7 separate regions of the Mus musculus genome follow, and regions 1, 2, 4, 5, 6 and 7 are each linked to region 3. Evidence: chromatin contacts called from public Hi-C, HiChIP or PLAC-seq and promoter capture Hi-C data. All regions are on one chromosome and are shown on one strand. Each heading gives the region's core, a stretch centred on a gene start, on an enhancer-like site or on the middle of the called end of the contact. The rest is flanking DNA. Distances are from core to core; before and after follow the strand shown. Region 1 overlaps F630040K05Rik (RIKEN cDNA F630040K05 gene). Region 2 holds the start of Tmem63b (transmembrane protein 63b). Region 3 holds the start of Srf (serum response factor). Region 4 holds the start of Mrps10 (mitochondrial ribosomal protein S10). Region 5 holds the start of Slc29a1 (solute carrier family 29 (nucleoside transporters), member 1). Region 6 holds the start of Hsp90ab1 (heat shock protein 90 alpha (cytosolic), class B member 1). Region 7 holds the start of BE949265 (cDNA sequence BE949265).

The links. Promoter capture Hi-C pulls out the DNA fragments that hold promoters and counts their contacts. Hi-C and Micro-C count contacts between places; a contact is called where the count stands out from the background. HiChIP or PLAC-seq counts read pairs in DNA pulled down with a chosen protein or histone mark.
Region 1: a contact with region 3 is called in an HNF4G HiChIP or PLAC-seq map of pancreatic cancer cells. The contact joins the enhancer-like site here to the promoter of Srf in region 3. A contact is called at or near these places in 4 of 39 promoter capture datasets (the C10 cell line, embryonic stem cells, liver and 1 more) and 2 of 115 datasets of contacts at active chromatin or transcription factors (large pre-B cells and pancreatic cancer cells).
Region 2: a FOXA1 HiChIP or PLAC-seq map of pancreatic cancer cells shows a contact between it and region 3. The contact joins the promoter of Tmem63b here to the promoter of Srf in region 3. A contact is called at or near these places in 3 of 39 promoter capture datasets (hippocampal neurons, liver and neural stem cells), 2 of 484 Hi-C or Micro-C datasets (muscle stem cells and regulatory T cells), 9 of 115 datasets of contacts at active chromatin or transcription factors (astrocytes, cardiomyocytes, craniofacial prominence and 6 more) and 1 of 9 other capture datasets (liver).
Region 4: a Hi-C map of regulatory T cells shows a contact between it and region 3, with 5 times the contacts expected there. The contact joins the promoter of Mrps10 here to the promoter of Srf in region 3. A contact is called at or near these places in 1 of 39 promoter capture datasets (liver) and 1 of 484 Hi-C or Micro-C datasets (regulatory T cells).
Region 5: a contact with region 3 is called in an HNF4G HiChIP or PLAC-seq map of pancreatic cancer cells. The contact joins the promoter of Slc29a1 here to the promoter of Srf in region 3. A contact is called at or near these places in 5 of 39 promoter capture datasets (the SN4741 cell line, hematopoietic stem and progenitor cells, hippocampal neurons and 2 more), 2 of 115 datasets of contacts at active chromatin or transcription factors (astrocytes and pancreatic cancer cells) and 1 of 9 other capture datasets (pancreatic islet).
Region 6: a contact with region 3 is called in an HNF4G HiChIP or PLAC-seq map of pancreatic cancer cells. The contact joins the promoter of Hsp90ab1 here to the promoter of Srf in region 3. A contact is called at or near these places in 2 of 39 promoter capture datasets (hippocampal neurons and liver), 2 of 484 Hi-C or Micro-C datasets (CD4 T cells and erythroblasts), 3 of 115 datasets of contacts at active chromatin or transcription factors (astrocytes, bone marrow-derived dendritic cells and pancreatic cancer cells) and 1 of 9 other capture datasets (pancreatic islet).
Region 7: a promoter capture Hi-C map of pre-B cells shows a contact between it and region 3, with 13 times the contacts expected there. The contact joins the promoter of BE949265 here to the promoter of Srf in region 3. A contact is called at or near these places in 7 of 39 promoter capture datasets (the C10 cell line, embryonic stem cells, hippocampal neurons and 3 more), 1 of 15 datasets of contacts at CTCF or cohesin (large pre-B cells), 3 of 484 Hi-C or Micro-C datasets (the G1E-ER4 cell line, the N1E-115 cell line and rod photoreceptor) and 10 of 115 datasets of contacts at active chromatin or transcription factors (cardiomyocytes, differentiating embryonic stem cells, embryonic forebrain and 6 more).

What each region holds. Positions count from the first base shown.
Region 1 is chr17:45,750,554-45,753,703 of GRCm38.p6, forward strand. The region is part of intron 2 of F630040K05Rik (RIKEN cDNA F630040K05 gene); the gene reads left to right. Among named protein-coding and RNA genes, the nearest start is that of F630040K05Rik, 18 kb to the left of the region's middle. Within about 2 kb of position 1,693, at least 134 of the 459 cell types and tissues checked have an H3K27ac peak or open chromatin away from gene starts, as enhancers often do. A contact at or near this core is called in pancreatic cancer cells, where this site is marked.
Region 2 is chr17:45,684,874-45,688,217 of GRCm38.p6, forward strand. Tmem63b (transmembrane protein 63b) reads right to left here and starts at 1,345. Exons shown (of 24, transcript NM_198167.3): 1 at 1,244-1,345. Mrpl14 (mitochondrial ribosomal protein L14) reads left to right here and starts at 1,476. Exons shown (of 3, transcript NM_026732.3): 1 at 1,476-1,554.
Region 3 is chr17:46,554,811-46,558,125 of GRCm38.p6, forward strand. Srf (serum response factor) reads right to left here and starts at 1,352. Exons shown (of 7, transcript NM_020493.2): 1 at 518-1,352. The coding sequence starts at 1,018.
Region 4 is chr17:47,367,079-47,370,141 of GRCm38.p6, forward strand. Mrps10 (mitochondrial ribosomal protein S10) reads left to right here and starts at 1,809. Exons shown (of 7, transcript NM_001146212.1): 1 at 1,809-1,876. The coding sequence starts at 1,829.
Region 5 is chr17:45,594,136-45,597,287 of GRCm38.p6, forward strand. It overlaps Slc29a1 (solute carrier family 29 (nucleoside transporters), member 1), which reads right to left and starts at 1,395. Exons shown (of 14, transcript NM_001357771.2): 1 at 1,347-1,395.
Region 6 is chr17:45,571,142-45,574,674 of GRCm38.p6, forward strand. Hsp90ab1 (heat shock protein 90 alpha (cytosolic), class B member 1) reads right to left here and starts at 2,120. Exons shown (of 11, transcript NM_008302.3): 1 at 2,026-2,120; 2 at 624-770; 3 at 272-478; 4 at 1-36. The coding sequence starts at 770. Gm35399 (a long non-coding RNA gene) reads left to right here and starts at 2,174. Exons shown (of 2, transcript XR_385595.1): 1 at 2,174-2,255; 2 at 2,356-3,533.
Region 7 is chr17:45,729,182-45,732,699 of GRCm38.p6, forward strand. BE949265 (cDNA sequence BE949265) reads left to right here and starts at 1,738. Exons shown (of 2, transcript NR_169044.1): 1 at 1,738-1,983; 2 at 2,402-3,037. It also overlaps a transcript of 1600014C23Rik not described here.

The DNA.
Region 1 (3,150 bases), core at 443-2,942, 800 kb before region 3:
CCCCTACCCTACATCCCAAGGATGCTGATATGGGTTTAAGATGTCTTTTGGGTCTCCAGGGGCTAGGGCTGGTGTTCCAGATAGGGAGTCCTATTTCCTCTTCTACACGCACATCCCAGGCCTCTCTGCTCCTCACCCTCCACTGGTGTAATAATGTGGCATGCACAGAAGAGGCGTTCCTTGCCAGAGTCTCCACATCAGCCAGGTGAGGAAGGGTCTGCTCTTTCCAGGTAAGGGTCCCAGACCTAGAGGGGAGCTCTACCTGGGGGTCCACCGGAGGAAAGGCTGTATCATTTAATGTTTGGTTTACATAAGATGCATGTTCTCACTCATGTGCTTGAACCCTGGAGGTAAGCACTCCTGGGGTAATGCAATGGTTAAGCGCTGGGAGGATCCCAGTCTTGTCTCTTATTGATCTACTAGCTTTCCACTTCCAAGGTCATCACAGTTCCCAGATGGCTTCTGGCACTCTAGCCAGCATGAAGGACAAAGACATCCTGAAATAGGAGCTCTCCCTTCTCTTTATAGGAACTTCCTGGAAGTTGTATTTACTTCTTTGTAGGAGAAACAGCAGGCCTCACTGACAAGGTGGTGGCTGCTTCTGCATAAAGTCAGGTGCTGCGCAGCCTCCCAGGTAACTTCAGCATGAGGGCCAAACTGAAGTCTGCCTGAGAGCCTAGAGAGTGGTGACACAGACAATGACAGCCAATGGGGAACTGCCACTTGGAGGACTCACTTGCTTGGTACCAATGGGATGATGGTGGAGGGTCTAAAGGGCGCTCCCTGGGAATTAATAAAGGTGCTTGATACTGCGATCTCACCTGCTCCCCACTCCCAGAGTCTGATCCAAGCTGCCTCATCCCCAACCCCCAAGGGCAAGTATGGTTGGGCAGTCCAGGGTGCAAAGCAACATTTCTTATATCCCATTGATTAGAATTCAGTCATCCAGCCAAACCTAGCTGCAAGGGAAGCTGGGAGGATGTAGTTTTGATCTTATGTGCATCTGGCTAAAAAAAAAAAAAAAAAAAAAAAAGATGAGGTTCCTCATCTTTCTTCTTCCTCTTCCTCTTCTTTCTTCTTCTCTTTATGTATATAAGTACATTGTACCTGTTTTTGGATACACCAGAAGAGGACATCCTATCCCACTACAGATAGTTTAGAGTCACCATGGTTGCTGGGAATTGAACTCAGGACCTCTGGAAGAACAGACAGTGCTCTTAATCACTGAACCATCTTTCCAGCCCATCCATCTTCCTGTTTTTAACAACATTGATTTTTCTCCCTTCTCCAAGGTCTTGGTTTTCCTGATACTTAGTGTTTACTGCCAGAATTGTGAATGGCAGCCATGTAAAGATAGGTACGTCTACCCTTATCTCATGGTAGACTGATAAATAATAAATAATTATTAATTAACTGACCTTTTTACAGTTGGGCCAGTTGAACTCCAGAGAGGTTGGGTAATTTTCCTTAGAGCACACAGCTGGGCTGGGAGCCCAGTACCTGTCCTCCCCTTTTACTGGTGCCCACTGTAGGGGTGGATGTGCTGGACCCTCATTGGGTTGGACAGGAAGAACTGGAATGGCCTGAGCCCTAGGAGGGGGTGTGTCTGGAAGCCGAGGGCAGGCAGGGGTGTGGCCTTAGGCACAGGTGTCTTCTCAGCACTTACTCAGTGCATGGTCAGCGACACGTCTGAACAGGGCACTGACGGGTTTGGGGATTTCTGCTGGCGCCAGATGCTGGCCACTGTAGCCACATCCTCAGACGCCACATTTCCCCAGATGAATGTCCGAGACCTAGTGGTGAGGGAAGGCAGATATACGGGACAGCTTGGCTCACTTTCCCTGTCTCCCTCCAAGCCACCCTGGTGATACTCACTGCCCCCTCTGAGTGTGTGTGTCCATGTGTATGTGTCCATGTGTGTGTCTGTGTGTCCATGTATGTGTCTGTGTCCGTGTCCGTGTCCGTGTGTGTGTGTGTGTGTGTGTGTGTGAGAGAGAGAGAGAGAGAGAGAGAGAGAGAGAGAGAGAGAGAGAGAGAGAGAACGCTCTTTGTCTTCGCTTCATGAATGTGCAAGCAGGGCATCAAGTCCCTGCTAGGCTGCTTGGTGGGGAAGTGGAGAGACTGCAAACGGTTGAGAGAAAAAGTCTAGACGCTAGGCCTGAGGAAGCCCATCTGGGCTATGCCTCTACCTCCGGGTAGGACTGTCCTTGCTGACCCCCGATATAAGGTCATTGCCCTGGCCTGGTGTGGAGAAACTCTGCGCGTAAGTGTGGTTACTGCAGCTTACATTACTGTGGTTAGTGATGTGGGTCTCTGGCCAAAGAGGAAGAGCTCAGGAGCTGTGTGAGTCACAGCTGGCGGACTACAGCGGGGTGTGTTGGGGACAGTCCTGAGACGCAGATGTGACCTCTGCCCTCGGGAGGTCTGGCCAGATGTAGACAATGAACAGAAAGCACTGTTTGAGGCTGGAGGCCCTCCCCTCCTCGAGAAAAGACCTTCCTGGTTAACTGTGATGAAATTTCTCTGGGATTGATCTGCAGTTCTGGCAAGATGGGCAGATCCGGCCAGGTCTGGGCAAGGAGCACCTGCGAATGCTGTACCAGGGACGGGACATGGCAGAACGCTACGCTGCTGTTAGAGTCTTTACCCACTCAGCAAGTGTGCCAGGTGCTCAGGGAAGACTGGCATCAAGCAATTTGCACAAATAAAAACCATTACAAACTGTAATGTGCTGGGAAGGAGAACCCCAAGTGGGTTCTGGGAAACTCACCAGGAACTTGGATTACCTGAGGTTGGACCTTATATTGAAGCTGACCTCCTGCCTAGCTGGGCTCTCTCTCTTTCTCTCTCTCTCTCTCTCTCTCTCTCTCTCTCTCTCTCTCTCTCACACACACACACAAACACACATGAACACACACATACACACAAATACTCACACACTCACCCTCACAGATACACACACCCACACACACTTACTCATACATGTACACACACACATTCGCACACTCACTCACTCACACATGTACACACTCACACACACATACTCACTCACTCTCACACATACTTAAATACACTCACACCCACTTACTCATACATGTACACACACTCACACCCACTCACATACTCATACACACATACACTCACACACAC
Region 2 (3,344 bases), core at 95-2,594, 870 kb before region 3:
CCAAGACTTCAACAGCAGGCCCCAGCATGTGCTACCTGGTACATGCCAGGACGTAGACCCTCTGGTACCCGGGAGGACAAAGGTGCTGGCAGCATACCCACCACCTGAGCCTGGCAGCCACTCCCCTTCCCCTTCTCTCTTATATCTGGAAGGCAGAGGGCTGTGGTCCCCTCTTCAGGAGGCGTTGGGTACAATCTCATTCACCCGACTACTGCAGACCGGGAGGAGGTTCAGGGTCAGGGAGTGGTACTCGGTAGAGAGCAGAGCCCCAAGCCCCTCTGAGCAACCGGCCGCCAGACTTCCGATCAGGGGACCAAGGCGGGTGGCAGCACAAAGCTCCAAGGGCAGCCAGCCCCTCTGACCTCTCTTCCCCACTTCCCGGGCATCCTTGCTTTTTCTGAGCAACACAACGACAAGCTTTGGGACAGTCCGCACCAGGCGGTCAAGACGGCCGGGAGGGACAAAGCGCGCCCCCTCCCCCTCAATAGGGCCTTTGCCTACTCCGGATTCGCGTCTGAATCTTCTCCCCACCGCACCCTCCAACGCAGGCCCGGGCGGCTCATGAATGAACTGCTCTGTGTGGGGCGCAGGAGAGGACATGCTCCCCGGGCCGGCCGCCCTCTCCAGCCCGCAGATCAGTCCCCACCAGGGTTGGGGCAGCTACTCGTCTGGTGCTAACACCTCGAGCCCTGCCCTTTGCCCAAGCATGAACCCCTTGCTTGAGGCCGGCTTCGTCCCCAGCAACAAGAAAAAGAATTAAAAAAAAAAAAAAAGAGAGAGACCGAGGGCATTGGACTTGGCGACCCTAGAATGCAAAACTCGGGGGCGGAGGCGGGTGGTTCCCTTCAGCGGCGCCGGCGGCTGGGGAGCAGCTGGGACCGGAGGAGGGCCGCGCAGGGGCCGCACACCTGGACGGAGCAGGTGGAACTAGAGTGGCACTCGAGGGCCGGGACGCAGGGGTCCCACGCCTTGGAATATTCCTGAGGGGCGGGGGTAGAGGACGGCGCACATCTGGAGCCCCGACAGGGGTGGGAGGACTCACATCTGGCAGGGACGGTGCGGGTTTGGGGACAAAGCGTGCCTCCGTTGGGTCCCGTGGGGCCCGGGCACCTCTGGGTCCCGCAGGAGGTGGAAGGGAGGGGACGCGCAGCTGAGTCCGGGTGCTTTTTTTTTCCTTCCTTGGGGTGGTGGTGAGATCCTATGAGCCAAGTAAGGGGTGCTGGGGAGGGGTCCGCGTACTCACCCCTAGGCGCAGACTCGGCTCCGACTCGGGAGCCCCGGCTCCGGGCGGGGCGGGGCTGGGGAGGGGGAGGGGGAGTCGCCGGGCGGCTAGAGCTCTGGGCTCCTGCGGCGGCCGCGGCAGCGCGTGGGGGAGGGGGAGCAGAAGGAGGGAGGGAGGGCCGGGGAGGGGCTCCCGCAGGACCCGCCCCCACGCCGCACACGTAGAAAGTGCGCGCGCACTCACGGAGAACCCCTGGCGCGCAGGCGCAGCGTGCGGGGCGGGGCCTTGCCAAGCGGGGGTCCGTGGCGGGAGATTCCCAGGCTGTTAACGCGGTACGGTGGGGGCTCAGGGGAACACCTCGCACCCCTCGCGCTGCTTTTCCCGGTTTCTTCTCTGCAATAAGGGAGGCGCTGTCGGGGAGGGGTGAGGACAGGCCTTACTGGAAACCCAGTGTCAAGTGAGAAGGGTGCTCACTCTTCGCGAGGCCTCAGATCTGGACCCTCTCGCTGCCTTTTTGCCAAAGGCTTCGGGGTCCGCGCCTCCCACGCGCCCCCGATGCGCCCACCTGCTTATCCAGTTCGGGATGTAGAGCCTCGGGGAATGGGGGCTGAGATCTTGCCTGGGTTAAGTGGCTAGGCCGGTTGCTTTGACGCGTCTCCCGCAGTTTTATCTGCTTCTCTCTCTTGCTGGGCCTGGAGATGAGTTTGCTAGAAACTTCTGTGGTGTAAAGAGGGAGTCTTTGCTTTTGCTTCTGTCAGGCTGAATGACTCCTTTTGCACCGGGGATTCCCTGTATTCTCAGTTCACCAAAGACCTCTCCTAGTGGGGGGGTGGGGTTAAGACTTGAGAGTTGGAGAGGTGGAACGCCCCTTTTCTGTATGTCACCACACATCTCGAATACAAAGACACGACAGATACCACCTGTTAAATTTCGAGGTCTTAAAGGGGACAGAAGAAATACTGCTTCCCGCTGTACGCAGTAAGTGAGCTTTACACGCTGAGACTTAGATGAGGAACTGTGTAGCGGTCACAAGAGGCGAGACGGGATCACCTTGGATTACTTGGGAAATGGTGGCACCCAGGGAGGGTCTTGCATCACGACTGGACACTACCATCCTGGTCACTGTGTTTGCTGTATGTGGCTATTCAGCTGCTCGTTTTGTAGCTGGGGGTTTGCAGCTCTAAGATTTGGTCTGTTGAAGTGTCTTTCAGACACTCCCATGAGTGGCTTGGAAATCAGTTTAGTAGATCATGGCCATCGTGTGTGTGTGTGTGTGTGTGTGTGTGTGTGTGTGTGTGTTGCGCCTACAGTAGGTATTCTGTCTTGGGACACAAGGGCATGGGGGTGTATTAGGTGTCTTCTACTGTTTCTGTGTGTTGTAGAAAAGTTTGGGAAAGTATTGATCTCTTGTATACCTCTCGCTTTCCTTAGCTTGAGTTTTTAGTCAGTTAAATCCTCTGAAGATGCAGTTGATAGTACTAGTAATGAGCACATTGGAATTGGCCATCAGTGGGGTTTGCCCGTAATCCTAGATGTAGGTAGCCGTTAAGGATGTCAAGGCCATCCTTAGCTGCTTTGGGTGTGTAAGGCCAGCTTGAGATTGCCTGACACCAAGTCTCAACAAATCAAACCAAACATACAAATTCCCCAACTTTGAGGATTTTGGTGGTGGTAAGGGAAAGAAGATGGAGCTGCGTCTGCCGCTGTAGACTGCCTGGGGCTGTCACTGAGAAGCTGTATTGAGGAAACAGGTTTTGATGGGGCTGGTGGTAATGGTGGCACACCTGTGGTGGCACAAAGCCCTCCAAAACCAAGATTAAGGACTTTTGCATCATCCAGGATTCTGGACATCTAACTGCGGCATATATCCTATAACAGCGTGCTACTTGAGAAACGGGTTCAGGAGCTCAGAGGCTCAGACTCCCACTTTATTATTTTTTTTAGAATAGTAGAATTCCAGAAACATCTTCCAGTGATCTCCAGAAGCCCCCAAATCAGCTTACCAGGCCCCCCATCTTCTATTATCAGTGCTGATGTGCTGTTTGGCCTCAAAGTGAATTTTATTGTTCCAGGAGTGTGGTTCATGCTAGTTTTCTATCAATACACACCTAAATTAATAAAA
Region 3 (3,315 bases), core at 102-2,601:
TCCTCAAGGCAGCAGCAGTTTCTCCCGCCTAGCTTCCTCACCTGGTTCCTAACCCTGCCTGTCCTTCAAAGCCCGTACAACTCGAGCGATGCCCACCTTTCCTCCCACTCAAGCTCTCTCGCTGCAGCTGTCATCCAACTCCTGCCTCCTCATCTCCAAACCTTCTGCTCCCTTTCCCACCGCCCTTCGCGCACACCAGGACACAGAGGATCTGCGGATCCCGGCGTCTGGTTATCCTGCACTCCTCCAGGACCCTCTGTCTCCCGCGCGCTGGTCACTCCCACCTCGGCGCCTTCGCCCAGGATTCCGGACGTTCGCAGCATCTCCCCTCTCCCCATATTTCCCCGGCGGCCCCTCCCCTTTCGCCAGGCCAGGGTACAACCATCCCCTCCCACACACCTCCTGCGGACTAGCCCGCCTCTCACCTCCGCCTCGGCTCTGTCTCGCTCCGGGGCTACCTTAGAGCGCACCCACCCTCCGGTTCCCCCCGGGGCGCGCCAACCTCCGGCTCCGGTACCTTCTTCATGATGCCCGTCTTCCTCTTGCTGAAGGTCGTGTAGCGCCGCAGCTTGTTGTCGATGAACTCCATCTTGATCTTCACGCGGCCCCGGGTCTTCTTCCCCGGCTTGGCCCCGCTCACCGCGCCGCTCACCGGCCCGTAGCCCCCGGCGGCCGCCGCCGCCGCCTCAGGCCCACCGACCACCACGCCGAGCTCCATCTCGCTCAGGCTCCGCTTGAGGCCGCGCCGCTCGGCGCCCAGCTCCTCCTCCTCGCCGGACTCGGAGTCGCCCTCGCTGCCGCTGTAGAGGGCCCCGGCGGTGGGCGCCGCTGCCGCTGCAGCCTCCCGCTCCAGACGACTCTGGCCGAGCCCCGCGCCGTTCCCGGGGACCCGGCCCCCGTTCGCCCCGCGAGTCCCGCCGCCGCCGCCCGGCCGCCCCGTCGGGGTCCGGTTCAGGTTGCCCCCCAGGGCCGAGCCCCGGCCCAGAGCCGCCGCGGCCCCAGCTTGGCTCGGTAACATGGCGCTCAGTGCAGGAGGGCTGACGGGCAAGTCAGCGAGGAATCGGGGCAGCTGCCGCCATCGGCTTCTCGGTTCCACCCGGCACTCGCGCTGTTACTAAAGCCGCTCTTGCTGCCGCGGCCGCCGCTGCGAGCCCGGGGCCCCTGCACGCCCGGGCCGACCTGGGCCCTCACTTTCCTGCCCCTATGGCCGGGGTTGCCCCAGGCCGCGCGCAGCGCCCCCTGTCCGTGTGCCGGGGAGGCGCGCCCTGCGGCCGTCAGCGTCCCCCGCGGGGCAGGGGCTGCTGGCCGCGGCCGAGACCGCGGGTGGAGGGGGCCGGGACCACGCGCTGGCTGCGGAGGTATCCCCCAACCCTTCCCCCCCCCATATAAAGAGATACAATGTTTCCTTTTATGGCGAGGCCGCTCCTTATATGGCGAGCCCCAGCGCCCCCGCCCCATTGGTCCGCGCTTCCGGCACCTAGGCTCCCCATTGGCCCGAAGGGGACACTTATTTGCATAGACATACCGAACTCGCTGCTGTCATCCCCGCGTCAGACCGCGATTCCGTGGGAGGGAGGAGCCAACTCCTTAAAGGAACAGTGGAGCCGAACCAGTTCCGCCCCCCTGGGTTGGAGAGTAGTGGAGTGTTGAAACTATCCTAGAGGAAGGAAGCCTGGGAGAGGACTGCAGGGCAGAAGAGGGAACCCCTGAATGGATGGGGTTTGAAACAAATAAAGAGGAAGACTTCCTAATTCCAGCGAAAGAGGGCAGGGATAGATTGGAGCGCTTCTCCCACCACTTCCTGAGTCTTTCGACTCCGCTAGCCCAGCGGCTCTGTCGCGCACTCTTGCCTTTCCCTCTCTTTTCAAAGGATCAACACTTTCCCACAAGTCTGGCTGCGAGGTCACATCGTTCATCATCCTCTACACTGGGGGTGGAGGGGTATCTTTGGCAGACACACATCTGGAGGAGGCACAGAGACATCCTCCCATCCATGATGGGGGCAGGGCGGAAAGTGAGAGATCAGTGAAGACTTCCAGCTGCCGGCTGTGCTAAAAGGGGGGTGGGGGGTGGTCTCGAGGCTAAAGCACAGGCCTGAAAGTACAGTGGGATAGAAAATTTAAGCAAGAGAGTGATCGACATTACAGGTCCACAGGAGTATTAAAAAATAAAAAGATAGAAAGGTTAAAACGTGGGTGTTACAAAGCCCAGGTTAAGGGTCTGAGAGTCTGAATCTTTGCTCCAAGCTAGAGAAAATATCTTGCACTTCTATGTTACTGAAACTATTTAAATCTGGCCGGACGGTGTGATATACACATTTAATTCTAGCTGTTCCTGAGGTTGAGACAGGAGGATTGCCTGGAGTTCAAAGCCAACCCGACCTACATAGTGAGTGCCAAGCCAGCCAGGACTATATAGCAAAACCAATCAAAAAGAAAAGTATACAAACATTGGGAGCTGAAGAGATGGCTCAGCAGTTAAGAGCACTGGCTGCTCTTCCAGAGGTCCTGGGTTCAATTCTCTGCAACCACATGGTGGCTCACAGCCATCTTTAACTCCAATTCCAGGTGATCTGACATCTTCACACAAACAAGTGACCTGGTCCATTCTCTGGTGTTGGTACCTGTACTGGCTGGTTTGCTGGTTTGGCATCAACTTGACACAGCTAGAGTCATCAGAGAGGAAGGAGCCTCTGTTGAGGAAATGCCTCCATGAGATCCAGCTGTGGGGCATTTCCTCAACTAGTGCTAAATGGGGGAGGGCCCAGCCCACTGTGGGTGGTGCCATCCTTGAGCTGGTAGTCCTGGGTTCTATAAGAAAGCAGGCTGAGCAAGCCATGAGCTTTCCAGTAAGCAGCACCCCTCCATGGCCTCTGCATCAGCTCCTGCCTCCAGGTTGCTGTCCTGTTTGTTTCTTATCCTGACTTCCTTCCGTGATGAACAGCAATGTGGAAATGTAAGCTGAATAAACCCTTTCCTCCCCAACTTGCTCTTGGGTCATGATGTTTCGTCCCAGCAGTAGACACCCTGAGACAGTGCCCATCCCTCAAGTTCTAAGTCCAGATTTAAAGGGGGCAAAGAGTAGAGGAAGCCACAGCAGTGGCCTGTGGCTAGGTAATTGGGGCTACATGTGGCAAGTCACAAACTTCCTGGTGTGTTTAATGAAATGGGTTTCCTTTAAGTGTTGTGAGGAGAAAGCGATTGGTTCGTTCTGTTGTACTAGCTAGCAACGAATAAGCTAGCTAGATGGGGTGGCTCATTCTTGCAACACCCAGGAAGATAGAATGACCATGGGTCCAACGGCTAGCCTTAGTAA
Region 4 (3,063 bases), core at 559-3,058, 810 kb after region 3:
ACATCATCATAGACAGAAACAGCCCACTGTAAGAGTAGTACAGTCCTTGAACTAGGATTGTGAAGGTGGCTACGGGTTCAGCTGGACCTCACCATATGACGTTGGCCAAGTCAACTTGGCTCTGAACCTCACCTTAAAATTATGATACAATTACTTCTGTGAGCATAAGATTAGGTATCCTAAGTGAGAGTCATTCCCTAGTTAGGGGTGCAGTAGACTCCCTGAGCTGAGACCACCCAGAAGGACTGGAGGCTGGGTGAGAAGCCATCATGAAGGACCATACGGAGAGATGGATGCAAAGTCTAGAGGTAGTAAAGAGATTAAGGTTGGGGTACTGTCAGAACAGATCATTGGCTGAGAGGGGCCACCAGAGCTAATTCTGAGGACACTTCTGGGTTGCCTGTGCAGGTAGGGCATAGCCAAATCCAGCCACACACTAGTTAAAGATTCTGTTTCCATATAGAGATCACATATAGGCCCGCCTGAGGGGCAGGAAAGTGGTCCATATTCATAAATCTCTCATCAGTTGTGCCATCTGGACATTCTACCCTTTGCTTAGTTCTCTGGCCTGCCAAATAAGAATTAATGCCTGCTTGTGGGAGACCCAGCTTTACATTGGCATGATGGTTTATGGAGATATAGTATTGGCTAGTTTTGTGTGTCAACTTGACCCAAGCTGGAGTCACTGGAGAGGAAGGAGCCTCAGTTGAAGACATATCTCCATACGATCCAACTGTAAGGCATTTTCACAACTGCTGATCTGTGGGGGAGGGCCCAGCCTACTGTGGGTGCTGCCATTCCTGGGTTGGTAGTTCTGGGTTCTATTAGAAGGCAGATTGAGCAAGCCATGGGAAGCAAGCCAGTAAGCAGGACCCCTCCATGGCCTCTGCATCAGCTCCTGCCTCCAGATTCCAGCTCTGCTTGAGTTCCTGTCCTGACTTCCTCCAGTGATGGACTGTGATCTGGAAGTGCAAGCCAAATAAACCCTTTCCTCCCCAGCTTGCTTTTTGATCATGTTGTTTTGTAGCAGCAATAGAAACCCTTACTAAGACATATACTTTGTTTCATTCGCATTAAGTTGACCCTTATTCATTTTCCCAACAACCTCTTAAGGCCCAGGATGTAGAAGAGATGTCACAAATTCAGGATGACATTTATCATGTAGCATTTTAATCTCATTTAATCCTCTACTGCAAGTATGATTTGTTCTCATCTCTACTTGGCAAGTGAAAGAAAAAAAAAAAAAAAAAGGGGGTTCAAAGTACGGAAGAAATTTGATCAAGTCACCCACCTAAATAGAAACCAGAGCGCCTAAGTGTGGAGCTTCCATTATGCTAAATTGCATGGGAAGGCATTTTGAAAAACACAATTTAGAAAAATCCATTAACAAGCCTGGCATTCCGATGGTGTGAACAAAGTTTAAGAATGAAACGCCTTTTGCAATAAGGTAAAATGTTAGAATTTGGACTCAGTAGCAGCAGCAACTTCCTTCCCAAGTATTTCTGTTGTGTTTGTCTCTAAGCAAACAGAACCACCCAAGACAAATAGGATCTTAGGATAGACAGCGTATAGATAGAACCTGGGAGTTTATCCAGACGGCGGAAGCGACGCATCCACTCAAAACCTTAAATGAATGAGTGAATAATAAATAAGTAAATAAATAAGAAAATAGAAAATTTAAAATATAATTTTAAAAAAATTCAAGGAGCACCGTCTCTATGGTTGTTTCAGTGTCGGAACACAGGAGACACTCTTTCCTTTTCGAACTCTATGGTTCGCGAACAATGCTGTGACCCCGGAAGCGGTCCTGGGCGATCAGGGCACCAAGATGGCGGCGCGCGCAGCGTGTGTGGCTCTGTGCCGGCGCCTGCAGCAGGTAAAGGGGTGGGCGTGGGGTCCCGGCTGCCGACGGCGCCGTCATCGTCGAGTCTCGCTGCCACCCTCTGCCCGACCCGTACGGAGTCATCCTCCGTTGGAGGAAGTTATTAGAAAGTGACAAGAAAAGGGCAGGTTTTTCTCTCGAGGGACCCTACATAAATTGGCAAGACGGGAGCGAGAACCGTAAGACGTCAGAGCAGGAAGGATGAGGAAAACGCGTTCAGAGCCCTCCCTCCACGGTAGAGAGGGCCATGGAAACCGTGAGCTCAGAGAAGACAACGCTGGTCTCGGATTCTTAGGAACCGAGCCAGCAAACGCTGGGTCACATAAAGCCCCGGTGCAGCCCCACTGGGACGCCCTGCTCGCCTCCACGGCTGAGGAGGTGACCCGAGAGCTCCCAGGTCAGGGGAATGGGTCAGATCTCCCTCGAGAGGGTCTTTGAAAAAGGAAAACTTGCCTGGAGTTCGCATGGCATGAATCACAGCACTGGGGAAAGGAGGCAGGCGGACGAACTTCTGGGTTCGAAGACAGCCAGGTTATGTATTGAGATCCTATCACAAAAATAATTTAAATTAAAAACAAAAAAACCAGGCTGTTCTCAAGAACTTTGGTCTTGAAACTTTTGTGACTCTTCTCAATGGTCATTTAGTAGTTTTGAAAATAATGCTCAGAACTGGGTCAGATGGCTGACCCTGAAATAGCATTACTTGTAAAACCTGGCTTGCATATTGAGGCCCTGTCCCAAAATAAACGAATTCTTTAAAAAAGGAAGAGCTGACACTGTGGCTCGGTTGCTCAAGGGCCTAATGCCTAAAGCTGGCCCTGTCGGCCCCACAGCAGCATGTAACCCAGAGGTGGTGGCCCACACCTGTAATACCAGCCCTTGAGAGGCCAAAGCAAGAGGCGCACGCCTTTAATCCCAGCACTCGGGAGGCAGAGGCAGGCGGATTTCTGAGTTCAAGGCCAGCCTGGTCTACAAAGTGAGTTCCAGGACAGCCGGGGCTACACAGAGAAACCCTGTCTCGAAAAAAAAAAGGATCAAAGATTCCAAAAAGTTTGTTTTTCATACTAGAGATTGAACCCAGGGCCTTGCTTACACCAGACAAGGGTTCTGCCACTGAAGCCCATTTGTAGCCTTCTGTGGGACTCGAGTGGTCTGCTAGGGTTGCCGAGCCATCACTCCAG
Region 5 (3,152 bases), core at 145-2,644, 960 kb before region 3:
TGGACAAGTATACACATACATATACACACACACACACACACACACACACACACACACACACACACACATCACTTCTCCCCTTGCAGAAATTCCCACCTCTCGGGTTCCACCCACATCCAAACATTCCATTTGCTGCTTAGGGGCTTTCTTTACTTTTGTCCCAGTAGAGATCTGATAGCAGTTCAGGGCCTCTGGTATCATTTCAGCCATGCCTTGACCTGCCGAGATGGAGAGGCCCTGAAAGCTATCGCCCATCTGAGGCCTTCCTGCGTCCTAAGGGTCCTCTCACATAGCTCAGTTTCTCAGCCTAGTTTCTGCTACATCGGAATCTTCTCTTGAAATCTGAGGATGCCCCTCTTCCAGCTGCCCCGTTTCTACTAAACAGTTAGGGCGATTGAGGTTTAAAGAGGCTCCATCACTTGAGAAAGCCCGCAGAGCTGGTGAATGGGGGTGACAGCATCAATACTCAATGTACCGATCATTCTAGATTCCTTCTCAAGTGGGGAAGGCAAAATTAACAAGGCTCCTCAGCTATTCGTGTAGGCTTCCAGGAAGGCAACAGTGCTCCAATTAAAGGGTTAAAACAAGTGGGAGATTCAGGCCATTCTTTCACATAACATTAGTTTCAGAGTCATGACAACTCACAACCATTCCACCACGCATATATTATTGTATGCAAAGGTCACACAAGCAGGACAAGAGGAACAGGACGGAAGGAGGGTTAATGGAGAAGAGGGGGTTGGCTCAGGCTTGGCAAGAGGACCCGAATGGGGTATAAGGTGCAGGGGTGGAGAGAGCCTTCATCCAAAGGAAGCCTGGGTGTGCGCGTCAGTCCTTTATCTTGTCACACGTTCACTCTCCGCGTAGAGTAAATGAGGACTCGCCCAGGAAAGGGAGGCCAGGAACAGGAGTTTAGTCTGTAAATGGCCAGCTAGCTCCCTTCACGTCCATTTGTATTCCCGCATTCCCCATCCTCCTGCCTCGGGGCAGAAGGCAACACAACCCCTCCCTCTAGTTCACACAGGACTGTAGCATTGAACTACCCACACGCCGATCCTCTGCGGAAGTCAACACAGCGACAGTCGCTTCCAGGCCCAGAAGCCAGGCTGTCTTGGGCCCAGCTCCGCCCTGGTCCCCACAAAAGGAGAGTCCCCCTACCCAGAGCCAGGCCCATGCGCGCCACGTGCTGGCGCTGCTCTGCACGCGCCGCGTGGGGGCCGCACCCCAAAGTCCCTGTCGCGGCCTCGGAGCTGGCAGACCGGGCCTCCTTTTCCCTCCTGGCAAGCCGGACACTCCACTCTCTACCCCGGAGTCCCCAACATGTCCCACCCAAGCCCTACGAGCACCTGCTGGAGAAGGACACCTCCGGCGACGAAATCTGCGCGCTTGGCCAGCGCTTCCCGCGCCCGCCCGAGCGCTTTCAAACCCGCCCTCTGCTGGGTCCGCCCCGGGCCCGTGGGAGCCACCTCCTCCCGGCGACAGCCCCGCCCCCAGGCTCCTCGCCGCCCCCTCAACAGTTCACCGGCTCCCAGTCAGAGACCCTACGCCTAGGGCCGCCAGGGCTGCTGGCTTCGATGGCGGAGCACGTCTTTGGACCCTTCCCAACTGTCACCCGGACACGCGAGCCTGGGAGGGGGGCACGGGCCCCCCACTGCGTACCCCTAATTTCCGCGCTGGCCCTGCGCTCCTAACTCCTACACATTCCACGGCGGGACTCTTGCACAGACAGGCCCTCTGCTCACCCAGGTCCAGACGCCCCCACAAGCCACGCTCCACCTCAGGTGTTCCGTTATCCCTCTCCGAACCCCGCCCACGCCATTATTCACACTCCACCGTTTTACTGCTAGCAACCCCCTCACACACACACACACACACACACCCTTCTAATACATCCTTTTTCCTTTCCACTCCTCCTTTTCCCTTCAAGAAGACTTTCTGGGATACCTCAGATTTGAGCGTTCTGGAACCCAGACGCTGGAGGTGTTTTGTTTTCTCTCTCCTGCCCTCAGACTCGCCGCACACCACACAAACAGCATCTCTCCCCCCCCCATCCCCATGTTGCCTTGAAGGCTCCTTTATGAAGGCATAAGAGGACAGCCCTGAGGCCTCTAAGAAAACTGAAACACAGCTGGAGACCGGAGAAAGGGGAGCCAGGAAGAAAGGCCTCACATCCTGCACATCTTTGTCCTAGCCAGCATTTCACTGTCCCATGTCCCATCCCAAGATAACCCTCGGGGCTAGAAGCCTTGCTGAGCCTCTTACCATTCATACCCCTCCCCTTCCTTCCTTCCCCCCCCCCCCCCCGCTGGGGTACAAAGGAGGAGGGACCCCCTACAGTAGCACTCCCTACTGATGTATCCCAGAAGTTGGGGAGGGTCCTGAGGCAAGAACATCCCATCCAGATTGCCTGTCTCACCCCACCTCCCTAAGGAACCTGTGCTCCAGAGAAACCATTGGAGCTAATTAACAATTACCAGTGCTAACATCGTAGGGAAAAGACGCACTCAGTCTCCCCAGAGGACGACTGAGCCCTTAGGAGGTAGCTGACTCTGTAGGACAGTGGGTTCTCTCAAGCTGCTCTGGTGGGGGCGTATACAGCCTTCCTGCTCCCACAGAGATGACACATCTCCCCACTAGCACTAAGCAAACAGAGGGCAGGAAGTCAGGCTTGGGTGGTATTTTTCTGGGCACTATCCCATGGCTTAAGAGTAGCCTCATGTCTGTCCACAACGCCAGATCCCTGCCCTGTTTGTCTGGTCTGTCTCTCCCTGCCTTTGCCTCCCTTCTTCCGTTGCCCCCCCCCACACACACACACCTCACCCCCTCTTTCCCTTCCCAAGTCTGGCTCTGTTACCATAGCTGGCACAGCTGTGGGAGAGATCGACTAGGCATGGTCAGGCTGGGAGCCCTTGTGTGCAAAGTGAGCTGGAAGTGGACAGACGAAGTGGTAAGGGTCCCAGCCAGACTGGGGAAGGCTGGTTCCTTTCCTCATGCCCACTGGGACCTGGCCGTCTATGCAGATGGCCACAGGCAGGCCTGTTATTATTGGAGAACAGCCCATCTGGCAAGCTCCTTGCATGGGTTCCAGCCAGCACCCACACCCCAGGCAGCCTCAGGCAGTTGCTGGTGCCCGGGCCCTCTGCTGGACAGCC
Region 6 (3,533 bases), core at 870-3,369, 980 kb before region 3:
ACCAAACTGCCCGATCATGGAGATGTCTGCACCAGCCTGCAAAGGGTTTGAAGTAAAGAGGATCAGCAACATGGTTCTTGGCCAAGTATAACCATCTGCTGCGCAAGGTAACAATCAGTTCAATGTCCAGAGATCTAGGGGTCAAAGCTGTCCTGACCAACCACTTGTACTTTTTTTCTAATAAGTGTCCTAATATGTAATACCCTAGACAGACAAATTTTAACTTAAGCAGTAACAAATTAGAGGACGGTGTGGATGAAAGGCCACACACCTGGAGAGCCTCCATGAACGCCTTCGTGCCAGACTTAGCAATGGTTCCCAGGTTATTAATGAGGTCAGCCTTGGTCATGCCAATGCCTGTGTCCACCAAAGTCAGCGTGCGCTCCTGAGGGTTGGGGATGATGTCAATTTTCAGCTCTTTCCCACTGTCCAACTTAGAAGGGTCCGTCAGGCTCTCATATCGAATCTTGTCCAGGGCCTGTAGTAAACGCAAAAAGCCAGATTATTTTATTTTTCCAAACAGTCCCTCCCCCTTCAACATCAACTGAACTGTTCTTCTCAATCACTCCCACACACACACACACTTCCGTGAAGCCTTAGAAATTCAACAACAGAATACTCACATCTGAAGCATTAGAGATCAACTCGCGGAGGAAAATCTCCTTGTTTGAATAGAAAGTGTTGATGATGAGGGACATGAGCTGGGCAATTTCTGCCTGAAAGGCAAAGGTCTCCACCTCCTCCTCTCCATGGTGCACTTCCTCAGGCATCTAAGAATGAAAGAATTACTACTAAGGACCATTATAGACACACATTTTAATATCCAGCTCAAACTTCTTTAGTCTGGGAAAGTATCCAACCCAAAGAGACAAGAGCAGCCATTTTCTTTAAAAAAGGACATTTAAGCTACAATGGCCAAGACAAAAATGACAGAAAAAAACCTAAAAGATGGGTTTTCCAGAACAGATGCCCAAAAGTCAAACTCTTGAACATTGGCATGTTCAGTGCATAGCTCACTGACTCTGAACAGAACACCTGGCAATATGGTAAAAATCCAGACTAAGTTAACAATACATAAAAAAGAACCTCAAGCAACCCCTGGTACTCACACCCCTTAACTACAATCTCCTCATTGGGGTGAGGAACAACTTTAACAGAAAAAGCAGTCTTTTTTAATTTTTATTTTATTCCACCCAGCAGGGCAAGAGAACCTTGAAGCTGTAGTCTGGGAGGCGCTCACGGGGCAATTAAATCAGGACAAAGAAATCAAGAGCTCCACCGTGACCACTCACTGTGCAGACTTGCATAGGCCGGAACCCAAGTAAAATGGTGGCCCAGCCGTCCAACGACCCTCGTCACTGCCGGACATGCGTCGGCAGGAGCCACACGGGGAGGGGGCGCCATTGAAACCCTCCCACCGCCCCAGCATCCGGGCACTGGGGCGGGGCGCCCAGGCTTCCAGAACAATCTGAGCTCCGGGGAGGGGAGGAGAAAGGGAGGGACCTAGGAATCTTCTCGTGCCTGCTCTGTCTCTCCTCCCCCGCCCTCCACTGGGAGGGCAGAAAGATCTGGAAAGGGAAAGCGCGGTGGGTTCCGGCGTCCCTGCTGTGCACCCCTCCCCAAAATCAAGCACGTTGGTACCGGCGGCGTCCGGGGGAGGCAGCCAGGCCAACCTCCCCAGGCCTTGCTGAGTCACGCAGAGCAGCCCGCCACCGCGCGGACCCTGCAGCCGCGCCCGGAAGTGGAGGGCAAACATGGCAGCGTCCCGGGTCGGCGACTACCACGTGCGGCCGCCCACCACCTGGCCGGGCCGCACCCCCACCCCACGCTCCGGGGAATCCACCCGCCCCGGGGAGCCTCGCGTGCAAGCCCGCCGGGGTACAGCCCGAACCTCTAACCTCTAGACACGTTATCTCCACAGGCTGCCCCGCCGGGGAAGGAGGCTTTGGGACAGATGAGATGGAGGCTGGGACCCCGGGAAGAAGCCCCCGGAGAGCCGCCGGGGACGAGAGACCCCGGCCTTACCTTGACGGGAAAGCCGAGTAGTAGTACAGAGCAGGGTGGTGGGCCCGGACCAAGTCCGACTCGCACGGCAAGCCTAGGCTGCGCGGGGGTGACTCAAGAGAGCTCCCGAACGCCCCCGACCGCCCTATATAAGGCGAAGCACAGCCCGGGCCCCGCCCTTGGATCCCTCCGCCTTAAAGGAGTGGCTGCGGGCCACGCACCTGCCGCCGCCCGCCCACCTTGACGTCATGGTAGCAGATCGTGGAGGGGGCGGGGAGGAGCGGGACCCCGGGCCTGGTTCCTGAGTCAAGGCCAATTCAATATCGTTTTGCACATCCCCCATTTCTGCAGGAGTAGGACATGTCCCCCCTCAAGATGAGCAGGGAGCATGCATATGCAATTAGGGATGTATCTGCGGGCGAATACCCTACGGACTGCCTCAGAAAACTCAAGGTAGGCGCTTCCACCCCCCCACCCCCCAAGAGTCCAGAACTCAGGGGACTGAAAGAGAATGGAGGTGGCCAACTCGGCTGCCATTTCCAGACCCGATCTTACTAGAATGTTCCCTACAAATCGCACATCAAGAGAAAAGGATGATAAATTCCTTGTCCAACTTTAAGGAGGCCCCCGATTCCCCCATCCCCACCCTCCCGGGTACAGCACAGCTTCAGGCTGGGAGCCGCTTTCCCCGAGGGGAGGGGCACGGGCCTGGGCTGGTAGGGACTCTTTGGCGGCCTGCGGCGGAAGGATCAGCAGCGGTGGTGCTGCGATTTCTTCCAGCAGTTTCTAGGCCTGTCTCGGCGGTCTCCACCCCTCCCCCCTAGGCTCCACCTCCCCTGCTGCGGCGGGGGCAGTGTCTTCGTCGCCGCTTGGCTGGGTGGCTTTTTTTTTTTTTTTTTTTCCCCTACCTTGATCTTACCCTGGGAAGAAATTTTCCCCAAGTCTGCCTACCGTGGGCCAGGGTTGAACGACCCTCCACGCGTGGCCCTAAGAGGCCCACATAACAGTGGGGGAGTGGAGCGCAGAGGGAGGGATAGCTGACCTGGATCGGTCACAGGGCACGGGGGCTGTGGGGGTGAGTGACTGCGGACACCTTCTAGTGAACAGAGAACCGAGCTAGCAGCTTGCGCTACTGGGTAGAACACTCCCCACCCCTCAGCCTCCCCGGTCTCCCACGTACACAGCGCGCGGGTACGTGCGCCCTCCCTATGTGAGCACAAGCTGTTTCTCAAGCTGGTTTCGCTTCTCTAGCCTCTTCCCTACTGCATGCAGCTCTTTGGACCTAGAGAGGAGCAGGTCCCAGTCTTTTCAGAGAAGCTGGAGTTCTAGGCATCCGCATGAAGGTGCTGGTCACAGGTTGGCCCAGTTCCAGGAGCCAGAAAACCAAGTTGTGCCAGTGCCTCTGTTCTAAAGGTGGCCTGCCATGTCCTTCAGCTGGCAATCTAGCCTTGCCTTTTTCCAAGGCTGCATCTGGAAGCTTGTTGGACTGATGAGCCCTCCAGTAGAGGATGGGCACTCAGTGCTCTGCT
Region 7 (3,518 bases), core at 488-2,987, 830 kb before region 3:
GAAGTAGCAGTGCAGAGATTTGAACTCACACAGCCTCACGCCCTCTGCCCCTTTGGGGAGCCCCGATATCTTTTGTCTAGGTCTTCTGCACACTTTCCTAGCCCCAAGCACAAGCTGACGCAGACCTCCATTTTTTCTGGCTCCCCACAACCTCTGTCCCAGCCGCGCTGGCCTTTCAGAGCTTCTGTTTCCCTCTATCTTTCTGTGTTCCCAGTGTCCCTGCAGTGGAGATCTCTGAGACACCCATTCCTGAGACTGAGCAGGGTAGAACTCGTGGGGCAGAGTTCTGGCCCAGAAAGTCCAGAGCACTGGGCCCTGGCAGCTGGCCTGGCACATGTCTGGCATAGCCAGCCTGCAGGCGACGTGTCTGCCCTGCCGGAAACTTCGAAGTTATCAGAGGGGAGTGAAGGGGCTGGGACTTGTAGCTCCTGGGACGTGCAGGGACTCATGCGCTGGAGTGAGTGCACGTGCCTCTGTGTGTGTGTCTGTCTGCACGTGCAGCTGTGTGGATTTCAGGCCAGAGGAAGGGTGGGAGGTCTGCTTTCTCGGCTCCCCTCAGCCTCTCATTCTAGCCTCATGTGGGGGTTCTCCTGCACATGACCTGAGACACTTCCATGTTAGACCTGTCTCCTCTAGTGGGTGATGATACAGCCTGGCTGTCTGTGTGACAGTTCCAGATGGGGATGTCCTGGGGACACCTGACCAAGCCAGCCTGAGACTTTAGCCTGGGTTGTATCCCCCCCCCCCCATCACAGACTCAGAAATGAATGGGGAAGAAAGGGCTCCTTTTTCCTTCAGTTGCAGAGCTAAGGAGCAACCCCTTGAATGTGCTTGCCCTCCTCTGCCCTGCTTCATCTCCTGGGTGTTACATTCCACAGTGGAAAGTGATGCCTTGCTAAGATTACAAACAGGGCCGGCCTGGACTGCCCTGGGATTGCAGGGGCCAGCCTTTCCCACATGGCTCTCCCCCTGCCAAAGGCACTGGTAGGGGCTGATACTGGTGCATCCCAGCCTGAGGGAGAATCAGGACCTCTGGGACGGGGGCGGGATCGTCTGGGTCATCCTTCTTCCACGGGGTTGACACTTTGGAGAGTAAGGGGTCTGTGTTCAGTTGTCCCTAGTCGGCTTGTTCAGGGGATGGCTGGGGCCTAAGCCCTTGGATCTCTGCATGCCTGGCCTCTTCTGGCCCTTCACTTCTGCTCTTACCCCCCTTCAGGTTGAGCCCCCATCCATACTAAGCTGGAGATTTCCGCAGGCTCAGCCAACCGCCTGACCCTAATTATGGCGCCTTCATCCTGTTGGGGTTAAGCTCCTTGTGGCCTCTCCACCCCCCCCCCCCCGACCCCAGGGGCCAGGTCTGGGGTCAGAGACTAAGGAGGCCCAAGCCTGCTATGGCACCTAGAAAGAGCTGTCTGGTGTCCTCCAGGGGGTGGGGGGCTGGAGGAGAGGAGACCACTATGGGTCCAGGCCAAAAGGTTAAGTGGTTTCTCTGGAGAAGCCTAGGGACAGGGAGTTACTCTGAGGGCACTGGAATCTGAAGTCCAGTGCTCTGAGGATGGTTCTACCAAGAACCATTGAGAAAGAGTTCGAAAGGTAAGCCTGCCTTAGCCCTACTCTGCCTGGTTTTCATTTCCCTATTGCTCAGGACTGGGCAAGCATGGCTGGCCAGAAACCCTGCCCAGGGGATGGCCACAGTCAGCCAACTTGAGACTCGGCCTGTGGCACAGTTAAAGAGTCCGAGGCTCAGTGAATGGCAGGCTCTGGACGCAGCTCACCCAACAAGCTGGGACTTGAAGTTTCTAAGCCCAGGCCAGGTCATTTCCTCTTGCTCTCCTCTGTCCCCTGGAGACTTCTTGTCTGCTGTCCTGTTTGTTGAGTATCATCTCTTCTCATCTCATCTGTGTGTGGAGCTATGTGGCAGAGAGGAGCGGGTCACCTCTTTGTGCCTTGCATTCCCCTTTGTGATACCGACGAGAGGGAGAGGTAAGCATGGGGGGAGGGATAACTATTTCTGCTTCTGTCTGGGGTGGGGGCTATAACAGCAGGGACAGGAGTGCAGAAGCTTCTAGATCATGCCCCTATCCAAAGCAGCTGGTGTTTTGGAGCCAGGCAGAGCGGCTCTGCAGAAGCTGACCTGATTTGCCTAAGGGCCCCGCAGTTACAGAAATGACCACTAGGTGTCAGCCTCAGCTCATACTTGAAGTGAGGCTAGGCCTCCAGGTTGCAAACCCCCCTCTGGAGAGTTGGTTGCCCCACAGTTGCTTAGGTGGGGCAGGTAGTTGCTGCGGGAAGGGGTCTGAAGTGACACACCTTCCTGGGACCCGGATGACCTGGGTAAGAGGCTCGCTTCAGATTTTATGTTCAACAGTTTGCATTCTCCTCTGTCTCGGGATGTATACAGATTCTGCTGCACACAGAGGCAAGACGACCCACCCCAATCCCTGCAAGCCAGATCCTGTGAAGACAGCAGACCAGCCAGTATCCACAGCAGCCCCGTGCAATAGGCATGACTAGCAAGTCCCATGCTACAATGAGAAAACCAGTGCTCGCACCTCTTACCCACTTAGAGGAAGACAGGGTCCTCTGAAGCCAGATTCTTTTTCTCACAACAGATGGATTTCTGGAATATTCTAGGATGTCAAGCTGAGGCAGGCTTCCTGTAAGGTTAGGAGTAGTATGGTTGATGATATCCAAAATGAGCCCAGTAGATGGAAGAGGGGTCTTGGGGGTGCCTGGTGTCATACATAGGCAGGTTGTAGACACAGGGTGAGTGGGAGCCATTCCCTGTCCATGTCTTCCTCTGAGCAATCTCCCACTCCACGCTTCTGTTCCCTTCATCTGTGAAGTGTCTACAGGTGGACTTGTTTCGTCTCCATTCTGTCCCTGACACCTGCTCCTTTCCAGGACAGATACTAAGATGGACTGGACAAGCCACCCCCATATAACACCACTTCATGTTTAGACCAGCGACTTCTCAAGGTGTTTTTGATTTTGTGTTCTAGCAATTAAAAAAAAAAAAACAAACAAAGCTGCGTATATACATACTTGTGACTTAAGATTTTGTTCGTTTGTTTTTTGAGACAGGGTTTCTCTGTGTAGACCTGGCTGTCCTGGAACTCACTCTGTAGATCAGGCTGACCTCAAACTCAGAGATCTGACGCCTCTGCCTTCCGAGTGTTAGGATCAAAGATGTGCATAACCATGCCCCAAAATGTAAGTAAGCATTTTTACATATTCTTGTATTGCCCCCCTTTGGTGACATGTACTCATGCTAATTGGACAAAGGTTTGATGAGATACAAAATGAGAAAATGCATAGGTGTTTTGGAGCTCTCTCCCAGCATGCCTGTACGGAGCATACGTGTCTTTGTGACAACCTGATTGCTGCAGGCGTGGGGGGGGGAGGGGCAGCTTAGCCCCTCTCAGGATGGCCACCACTCAGGATGGCCCACCTTTTCTGTCCCAGCCGAGGGAGGGAGAAACCTCAGGCCACAGGTGGGAAGGGGGAGCCGGGTTGCG